Linked DNA regions of Mus musculus: region 1 is linked to region 2. The links are chromatin contacts, called in public Hi-C maps. All regions are on one chromosome and are shown on one strand. Each heading gives the region's core, a stretch centred on a gene start, on an enhancer-like site or on the middle of the called end of the contact. The rest is flanking DNA. Distances are from core to core; before and after follow the strand shown.

Region 1 (4,579 bases), core at 797-3,296, 72 kb before region 2:
TGCTAACAATAACAGCTTGAACTAGTGACCCAGCCTGGAAGACCCTGAAGCAATTCCTCTGGAATATGAAGGAGTCTGCAGAATAATTTCTTACAATTTCTGACCTCTTATTTATAGCGCTTTAGGACTAAGTGTTCCCAATGGCTACAGGCTGACTGGGAGATGATCTACTCACCTACTTGATGGATTTTTCAGACCATCCACCCCATCAGTGGTCATTTTTTTTCCTTGCATTCCAAGTACACTGAATCCTTACCATGTTGCCTCCTTCATGACGGAAAGCTGCAAACCTGTCTATCATTGATTTTCAAAGGATTTACAGCTTAAGCACTACTTTAATCTGCTTCTGCAGATTGGTTATTTATTTTATTATTTTTTATTTATTACGTATTTTCCTCAATGACATTTCCAATGCTATCCCAAAAGTTCCCCATACCCTCCCCCCCACTTCCCTACCCGCCCATTCTCATTTTTTTGGCCCTGGCGTTCCCCTGTACTGGGGCATATAAAGTTTGTGTGTCCGATGGTAGATCTCTGCCATGTTGACTTCTGTAAGCTTAGTATGTAAATACCCTTTAGCTATTGGCCTAATCAAGGAAGAGCTAGTCAAAAAAAAAAATGAAGGAAATATCATGCTATAACATTCTATTATGTTCTTGTCCCTGTCCTCAGCAGAATTCCATTATAATAAATATTAAAATATATGTGGCAACAGAAAGGGATAAACAATTGCTGACATCATTCTGCCTTTCTCTTGCTACACATGGTGGCAGAATGCCTCTTTGGTTTAGTTGTATGCATTTCTTTAGTGATATTGCTAGAAGCATCAGTGCTGAAATTATCCTTTCTACTGCAGAGACTCTCACTAGAGATCACCCACACCTGTGTTTGCCTCTCTCAGGATGAGTTTGCACTGCTCAGACAGGGGCTGGGAGTCACAAGCTCCAGCACTTCATATAAAGGGGTCAGCTTGGGTGCCTGCGGCTCCTTATGCCAGTCTGTGAAATGAAAGGCTGAATAGATGATGTCTTAAGTCCTTTAATATCTCAAACTTTTACCAACTTTTTGAGACTTCTTCCAATCAGAACTTTAATCCCAGCCATTTGGAAAGCTGAGGCAGGAGAATCATAAAGGTCGTCCAGGAGTATAGAGAGGATTGTAGGGTAGACTGAGCAACTTAATGAGACCTTATCACAACCATGAAGTACAAAGAGGACTGTAAATACATCCCTGTGCCAAGCACTAACCAAGCATGTGTGAAACCACACATCCAATCCCCAGGACCAATTGGTACTTAGTGAAACATCACTGTATACTACTTTGTCCCAACACAATATGAGAGACACAAAAAGGGAAAGGGAAGTTGTCTTGCTCCCTCGGTGCTCTCAGAGAAACACAGCTGAATCACAGGAAAGAAAAGTCCATCATGGAAGCCTGTACAAAAAGCTATGAGATTGTGACCCTGACAAGACCAGCCAACATCAGGGGTATGGAGAAAGAAGGGAAGAAAATGCTCATGAGCTCAGTGTCAAAGGTAGAAATGTTCTGTAGGCAAAAGTTATCAGTTCACATGGAGCAAACAAAGAAAAAGAAAACTGCCAATATGTGCCTAGACACATATCTTAGCCTCAAGTACAATCTTAGTCATGCCATCATTCATGGTTGCAGTGGCCAGGCCATTGTAGAATGGGATCAGATCTTTTGGTTCAATTTTATGGAGCCTGAAGACACCTTACTTGCCATTTCTAGTCCATCCTGCATCAGTTTCTTGAGTTCTTAAAGTATTTCTCATGGTTTACATACTGCCTTTCTAGTGGATGTAGTGGGTTTTCTAAGTTCTTCAGTTCTCTGCAGACAACCCAAAGCAAGGAACTTTTGACATTAAAATAGGGACCATTAGGAGAAAATAACATTTTGAAATGAATTAATGGGCATCCCTTGGTGCTCAGATATATTCAATTTCAAAACTCCTTATTCAAATGAGCAGTTTAAAAATCTCTTCTGAGCAATTACCATTTTTACAGACATGGAATAAAGAGTGACTCATCTGGCAGTACCTCAAAAAACCACACCACACAGAGTGAAGAAGAGCCTGAATTCTAAGCATCCAGTGTTAGGTAATAGCATCTTCATGAGGAAAATAGAATCTCAGAATAGTCACAGTTGGCACCGTGTGTGGACTTGGAATGGACGGGGCTCTCCTGCACTTGAGACCCCAGAGGAACAGAACCACTTTTGCATCTTTCTGAAGCATTCGACAGCGGCAAGCAGTGCAGTAGGCTGCCGTTCAAGCTTGTTTATTATTGTGTCTGGTGCAACTCCCTGAGCGGTCCACCTTGCATTTATGCATGGCTCTCTGCCTCCGTGGAAGTTTGAAAACACATGAAGAGTCTCTCCCTGCTATCTTAACTTCCATTCTCTTTGATGGATTGCAACAGGCAAGCAGTGCCTTGCATGAGAGAAGAGTTTTCAATCATGAGGAAACTCTGAGCCTCTGCAATTGATGCTGAAATTATGATGCTGCCATCGCGCCTCACCCAGTAGGGAATTTGCAAAACTGAAGGAAAAGAGAGAGAGAGAGAGAGAGAGAGAGAGAGAGAGAGAGAGAGAGAGAGAGAGAGAGAGAGAGAGATTCAGTACCAAGGGAATGTCACATTGCAGTAAAGACAGTTGACTCAACTGTTGGGCTTTGAGTCTAGCTGTCCTTTGCAGAAATCACACTTCTCTTAAAATTCAGTTCATAGGAGGGAGTTGAAATATGGAAATTTAGTTTGCCAATTTTGATTGAACAGAGATCAGTAATTAAGCTGGAGTTTTATAAGCTACAAGCATTTAGGGACTGAGGACATGGCTCAGTGGATAAGGTAGGTGCTCAAACACAACCATGAGAATCTGAGTTCAGATCCCAGTATCCACACAAGACTTGTCCAGTGGCACATGCTTATAAAACCTAGTACTGAGGGTGGTGACAAGACAGCCAGATTACACTGGCTCAATGGCAACCCTGCCCAGCCAAACTGTTAGATTCAAACTGAGTGAGAAACCCTGTTTTAAAGCTATATATGTAGCAGAAGGAGGCCTAACCGACCATCATTTCGAGGGGAGGTCCTTGGTCTTGAAAAGATTATATGCCCCAGTACATGGGGAATGCCAGGGCCAGGAAGTGGGAGTGGGTGGGTTGGGAAGCATGGCAGGGGGAGGGTATAGAGGACTTCCTGGATAGCATTTGAAATGTAAATGAAGAAAATATCTATTAAATATTGTTTAAATTTAAAAAAGTAGGATGTCTCAGGCAGTGGTGGCACATGCGTTTAATCCCAGCACTTGGAAGGCAGAGGCAGGCAGATTTCTGAGTTCGAGGCCAGCCTGATCTACAGAGTGAGTTCCAGGACAGCCTGGGCTACACAGAGAAACCCTGTCTCGAGAAACAAACAAACAAACAAACAAAAAGAATAAAAATAAATAAAAAGGAGGATGGAAAGGAATAGAAGACGGTACCTAACATTGAACTCTGCCCTGTACATGTTCAGACTAAAGGGAGTTTTTATCTTTCCTTTTTTCCACAGTGTTTCCCATATATCATAATAATCCTTTATCTTTTATTCTCCCCTTTCTCACATGGACACAGAAACATAAACTTTATTTAAAAGCCCACAAAGCTAGATGTCTCAAAGAAAGGTACAGTGATCAGTTCAGTTAAGCAGAAGGCAGTTGCTTGAAGGTTAGTGTTAAAATAGAAGCTTAACAATTTTTTTAAAAAAATTTATTTATTTATTGTATGTATATGAGTACATTGTAGTTCTCTTCAGACACACCAGAAGAGGGCACCAGATCTCATTACAGATGGTTGTGAGCCACCATGTGGTTGCTGGGAATTGAACTCAGGACCTCTGGAAGAAGTCAAGTGCTCTTAACCACTGAGCCATCTCTCCAGCCTGAAGCTTAACAATTCTTACAGTTCCTACTTGTGAAGAACATGTTTGACCAACTCATTAGCAGCTCCTACTTACTGCCTGCATATTCTATGTTAAGCCTTCTTCAGGGTTATCTTGCTCAGTCCTCACAGCAACCCACTGAAGTAGATATGGTAGGCACCTTTGTAGATGGGCTTGAAATGGCCAAAAATTACCTTACTAGTGAATAGTAGCAATGCAGAACCCTCACAGAGGACAGCAGGATCCTCATCTCATTGTCACCAATACAGCAACCATAAGCTTGGTGTCAAGAGGTAAATCTCTAGCATTTAATCAGCAACATCTATCACAGAGCTGCTCAAGGAGTAAACTAAGACAAGAGTAACTAATGCAAGAATATTACTTATGAAATAACAGCCTTTATGATTTCCATCTATCAATTTATATAATAATACTCACAACAAATAGAGACATTGAAAAACTAGGTGAACACAGAGATCACAAGGAACTTCCCAAGACCCCAAAGTTAGTATGAATTTAAGAGTTGGAGCCATCCTTTGAACCTAGATGTTCTGGCTGCTGAGATTCTGTGTTAGCTCAAAGTATTATAGTGCATGGTAGGACTCGTACTGCAGATGCAGAGTAAATGAATGTCCACATTTCTA
Region 2 (5,194 bases), core at 2,305-4,804:
ACTATATCTCTGAGGAGGGATGATGTCTAGCTATCTCTGTAGTAGTCCCTTGGAAATATCCTAGCAGAATGGTACAGGAGTTTCCAAGGCTCAATGACAACCTGGTTCTGAGTAAAGATAAGCAAGGGTATAAGGATAAGATGGATAAGATTGGATAAATGTCAAGGCTTAAGTGAAGGGCCCTTGCTATGCAGTACTGTTATGACAATCCATTCAGTAGGAAAAGGGAAATATTTTCACATATACTCTCCTTCCCTCTTTGCTCTTTCTGGGGTTAAGGGTTGGTGAAATCCAGCAGGAAACATGGAGAGTTTTTGTTTCTGTTTTTAATATTGCAACATCAGTGGAGAAGATCAGTGTTCAAAGAAAACTTCGTAATAACCTACATGGTCCTTTTGCATCTCTTTGCTTTAACTCATACAGTTTCCCCATCTATGATACTCTTTAACCAGTATCTGCCTTGTGTGTACCCTTGTTCAAGTACAACTCCTTTTCTAGAATTTCCCCTAATCTCTAAAACATAGACACTGGTGTCTATCATTGGTGTTTGCTTAAGGCTTTGCACATACTTATTTTGTGGTCTTTCTTTGTACTTTGTCTGATTATCTCTGATTGTGTTTGTTGATTTTCCATCAAATTGTTAGCTTCTTTATGGCAGTTAAAGTGATAACCACAAAACATAGCCAGATACCTGGCAAGGACAATTGACTGAGTGGCTAAATCGACTAAGGCTATTTTAAGAAAAGCAACTCTAGATCACTTCTGTAATGTATTTCATCTCCATAAGCAAACCAGAACTCTATGGAAAGAGAGATCATGGTTTGTATTTGTTTTATTGTCTTGGTGATGTTTAGTGCAAGGTTTTACATGATGAAGAAGAGCTCATTGATACTTAACCATCTAGTTTGTTCATTAACCAACAGAATTTTGGTACTAAATGACATGAAGACGGATCATGAGGTTATAAACATCAGGTAAGAACTCTAGTTAGACTTACGTATATTTCCAGCATGTGATTTCAGCCATCAGATGGTACAGTATGCATCGTAAAAAATCTCTACTTGTTGAATTTTAATAGGATGGGCACTATCAAGAGCCCAAATGTAATGTGCTTTGTAGTGAATTTTAAACTAATAAAATGTATGCTAGTTTCCATTTTTCCTGTTTACATATTATCCAAGATATACTCCCCCAGTCCATGAGATGATTAATCCCAGGCTACATCTGTTCCTTGTGTATTTATTAAATTCTCACAACCATCCAAATCAACTAGTAGATTATTTACATGTAGAGAAGGTATCGAATTTTAACTTAATCACTGGCTTCTCGGGAAAAAGAAAAAGAAAAAAACCTTTGCTCAACAGCTGCTTTACATTCAAGTCCAAGAGGAAGAAAAATAGCTTCGAAAAAAAGAGGGGAGTGATATTTAATTAACTATTGATTTCTTCTCAATTATTCAAGGCAAGCAATTATCGATATTGATGGAACAGATATTTCCCTATGTCCAGTGCCCAAATGAAAGGAAATATCCCATTCTGCAATCTGCTGTCTAGATTGAGAAGTGCTCAGAATCTTTAACTTTAAGTGGAAATGGTTACTTGGATCTGTTAATTCCATGTTGCCCCAATTAAACAGATATTTCTTGAAGTGTAAGCAAAACAAAATCCTGAACACCTCTGTATACTTTCCAAATGGACAAAAACCAAAACAGAGCAAGACCCACCAGGATTTTACCCTATGACCCTGTGCTTGGGGGGACCTTGTTTCATAGCTACAGATGTTGACATGCCAAACAAACAAAAAAGAACCTGATAAAAAATACCATAATTTGGGTTCAATCTAAACTACCCACTGAGTAGCAGCTTGTGTGCTTGATGCCTCTAATCCGTGTGACACTGCCTTATGTACCAGCATTTCAAACATGAACGATTAACTAGTTCTAATTATACAAATGTATTATGCACCTGTCTTCTATGTCGCCCTGAAATGTTGAAGAAGGTAGTCACACTGGACTCTGTTTAGAGAACTTTATTATTAGCTCCACGGATGCCCAGTGCCACCTTCCCTCAACCGTTCACACACAGATGCATTCCTAAGTTTGTGGGTGTGGACAAAGCCCCTCTTCAAGGTGACATGAGTATTGAACATGATTAATAGGCAAAGCAAATGCTACTTATAGTTATTATGTGTGGAAGGTGGGACTATTTTGTAACAACGATTTGTATTTAATAGCACCATCGTGCTGTGTGTGTGTGTGTGTGTGTGTGTGTGTGTGTGTATGTGTGTGTGTGTGAATCCATCTTTGGAGAAATTGGGCCATGACATTTTTTTTTGAATGAAAAACTTATAATTTATAAAAGAAGCTCCTTTTTCTGCTCTGTGCCCCGCCTGCCCCCTGTCCAGAGTGGTCTATGTGTTAAGTGCTTAAGCAGCAAATGTTGTCGGAAAGCGTTCGTTCTTGGCTCTCTTCTTCTTTGTTGTTGTGTTAATTTCCCTGGGTTCTATTTAACATTCTGCTAAATCAGTGAAACCTTGATTATCTAAGAGAATACAAGCCATTGAATTAATGAGGTTAAGGGGAATTTTGACGATAGGAGAAATTATTAGAGGTGAAAGTTCTGTGACAGAGGCTGTGAATGGATTTCAGTCAGGAGCTGCTTCTTGATTTTCCAACCCGATTCTATTCCTTGATGGATGTAATGAAATTTTGGTAATCAGGGTTTCACCGTTGCATTTATTACTGTTCCCAAATCAAGGTAACCTTGGGCTCTACTCCCCATATTTACAAGGTAATAAAAAACTCTGCTGGGCTGTCAGGGACAAATGTGACTGCTCTTCCTCACATGCCTCCCACGAAACAAGCTTTTCCTCTTCCATCTGGCTGTTGCCTGCTTGGAGCATGCCACTTTTCTCACATCCTAACCCTGCATTCCCCTGCTTCCCTGTGGCCTCTTTGCATGCACGAAAAGGCTGGAATCGGTTCAGGGACGATGGATGGATGTCCTGACCTTAGAGGTTGTTGGTCATTTTAGCAGCACTGCTTTGCATTTTAAACGGCACTCATCTGGCTTCAAGGTTCTGTTTTCTTGTATCAGGCACTTGTCCTTTAAAAAAAACCTAGGAGGTCACAACAGGTCTCACGTACACAAAAATTTCCAAACCAGGAGCATTGCATTACCTTAAATTCGATAGCCTGAACTGGAGATTAACCAAGATTGCAGGGGAAGGGGAGGGGGAAACCTATATGAAAAGGCCTAATATGATCAAAACAAAGGCAGCCGACTACATTTGTTTGGAAATTGGAGTCACATGCTTAGTTTGTGGAGGGAAGGGGGGTGCACAAGATCGATAGAGAATTTCTTTTTTAAAGCTGAAAACATGATGTTCCAGATGAACTTAAATTGATTCTGCTTCTCCTCCCCTCCCTTTCCCTCCCCTCGTTCTGCAGCTAATGTCTGCGACAATGAGCTCCTGCACTGCCAGAATGGAGGGACCTGCCAGAACAATGTGCGCTGCGCGTGCCCAGACGCCTACACCGGCATCCTCTGTGAGAAGCTACGGTGCGAAGAGGCGGGCAGCTGTGGCTCCGAATCCGGCCAGGGAGCACCCCCGCGGGGCTCCCCAGCACTGCTGCTGCTGACCATGCTGCTGGGGACTGCCGGTCCCCTGGTGTTCTAGGGGTCACACCCAGCCCTCCGACAGGCCTGTGCTGTGGGGAAGCAAACACAACCCAAGCGATTGCCACTGACATAGAAAACACGCACACCCACTCCAACACAGTGTATAAAAGAAGAGGGCCTAACTGAACTAAGCCATATCTCTCAGAACCGGACAGCACATCGCACATCGGAGTTGAGACTGTTCATCATTGACTCCAGAGGAATTGGCAGCTGTTGCTATTCTCACTGCAAATCTCATTGCCAGCTGCAGAGCTGATTGCGGATTGGAAAGGCTGTGAGAGCGCCCCCAAGAGGAAAGACGGAAAACAAACTGATCAACCAACCTAAAAACATTCGCTACTCTACCGTGGTGCACCCTAGTACCGCTCTGCTCAGTGTGTGGGCCAACCAAATAAAAGCATTCTTCGCTGTCAGGTGCATTGTGGGTATAAGGAAATCTGTTACAAGCTGCCATATTGGCCTGCTTCAGTCCCCCCGACCCCCAAATCCCTTCCAACCTGTGCTTTAGTGAACGTTGCTCTGTAACCCTTGTTGGTTGAAAGATTTCTTTGTCTGATGTTAGTGATACACACGTGTAACAGCCCCCTCCAAAGCGCAAGCCAGTCATACCCCTGTATATTTTAGCAGCACTGCGGTCCCAGTGCCAGCTCACGTCCACTTCACAAGAGTGGTTAGAGGAAAAGAGAAAGTGTATCTATCCTTTTGTATTCAAATGAAGTTATTTTTCTTGAAATAATGTAATATGTAGATTTTTTGTATTATTGCCAATTTATGTTACCAGACAATCTGTTAATGTATCTAATTCGAATCAGCAAAGACTGACTGATGTTTGAGTTTTTGGTCCTCTTTGGTTTTGTTTCGTTTCGTCATGCAGAGATTTCTCTGTAAGGGCAACGAGCGTGCTGGCATCAAAGAATATCGGTTTACATATAGCAAGTGTAATAAGATTCCACCAAAGGACATTTTAAATGTTTTTTCTTGTTGCTTTAACACTGGAAGATTTAAAGAATAAAAATTCCTGCAGAAATGTTATCAGGAAATTGTATGGCCGTTTCTTAAGACGAAAGGAGCAACCACCCAGCAGTTTCCCAGTCACGTCACTGATTTTTGTGTGGACTGAACACAGTCAGCTGACAACTTTAATAACCAGGAAGACGGATTGATGGTCACTAGCTTGGACAACGTCTGCAAAATATGAGACTATTTTCCACCTGGGAAAAAATTATAACCACAAAAACAGAGAGAAAGAAATATCTAAGTGATTGCCAAGATTATGCCAAAGCCTGTTGGCAGAGCACTAAGAGACTTTTATTTTTAAGTCATGCTATTTTCACAGATTTATGGTGATCATGTGACTCTAGGGATGCCGATCTATGTATCCTTCCAAATACAGTGTTTACATGGAGTATCATAAGAGGCCACCTGGGGAACCAGGACAGCAGCAGGGAAATTGAGTGATTAGCAATTTGACTTTGAATATATTCTAAGTATTTAAATGAAATATCAAAATATAC

The links. A called contact is a pair of places that touch in the nucleus more often than the background predicts.
Region 1: a Hi-C map of cerebral cortex shows a contact between it and region 2, with 4 times the contacts expected there. The contact joins two enhancer-like sites. A contact is called at or near these places in 2 of 484 Hi-C or Micro-C datasets (cerebral cortex and nephron progenitors) and 1 of 9 other capture datasets (embryonic stem cells).

What each region holds. Positions count from the first base shown.
Region 1 is chr3:109,852,453-109,857,031 of GRCm38.p6, reverse strand. All of the region lies in intron 4 of Ntng1 (netrin G1), which reads left to right. Among named protein-coding and RNA genes, the nearest start is that of Gm25681, 9.0 kb to the left of the region's middle. Within about 2 kb of position 2,046, at least 11 of the 459 cell types and tissues checked have an H3K27ac peak or open chromatin away from gene starts, as enhancers often do. A contact at or near this core is called in cerebral cortex, where this site is marked.
Region 2 is chr3:109,781,166-109,786,359 of GRCm38.p6, reverse strand. It overlaps Ntng1 (netrin G1), which reads left to right. Exons shown (of 8, transcript NM_030699.2): 8 at 3,449-5,194. The coding sequence ends at 3,678. Among named protein-coding and RNA genes, the nearest start is that of Gm25681, 80 kb to the left of the region's middle. Within about 2 kb of position 3,554, at least 99 of the 459 cell types and tissues checked have an H3K27ac peak or open chromatin away from gene starts, as enhancers often do. A contact at or near this core is called in cerebral cortex, where this site is marked.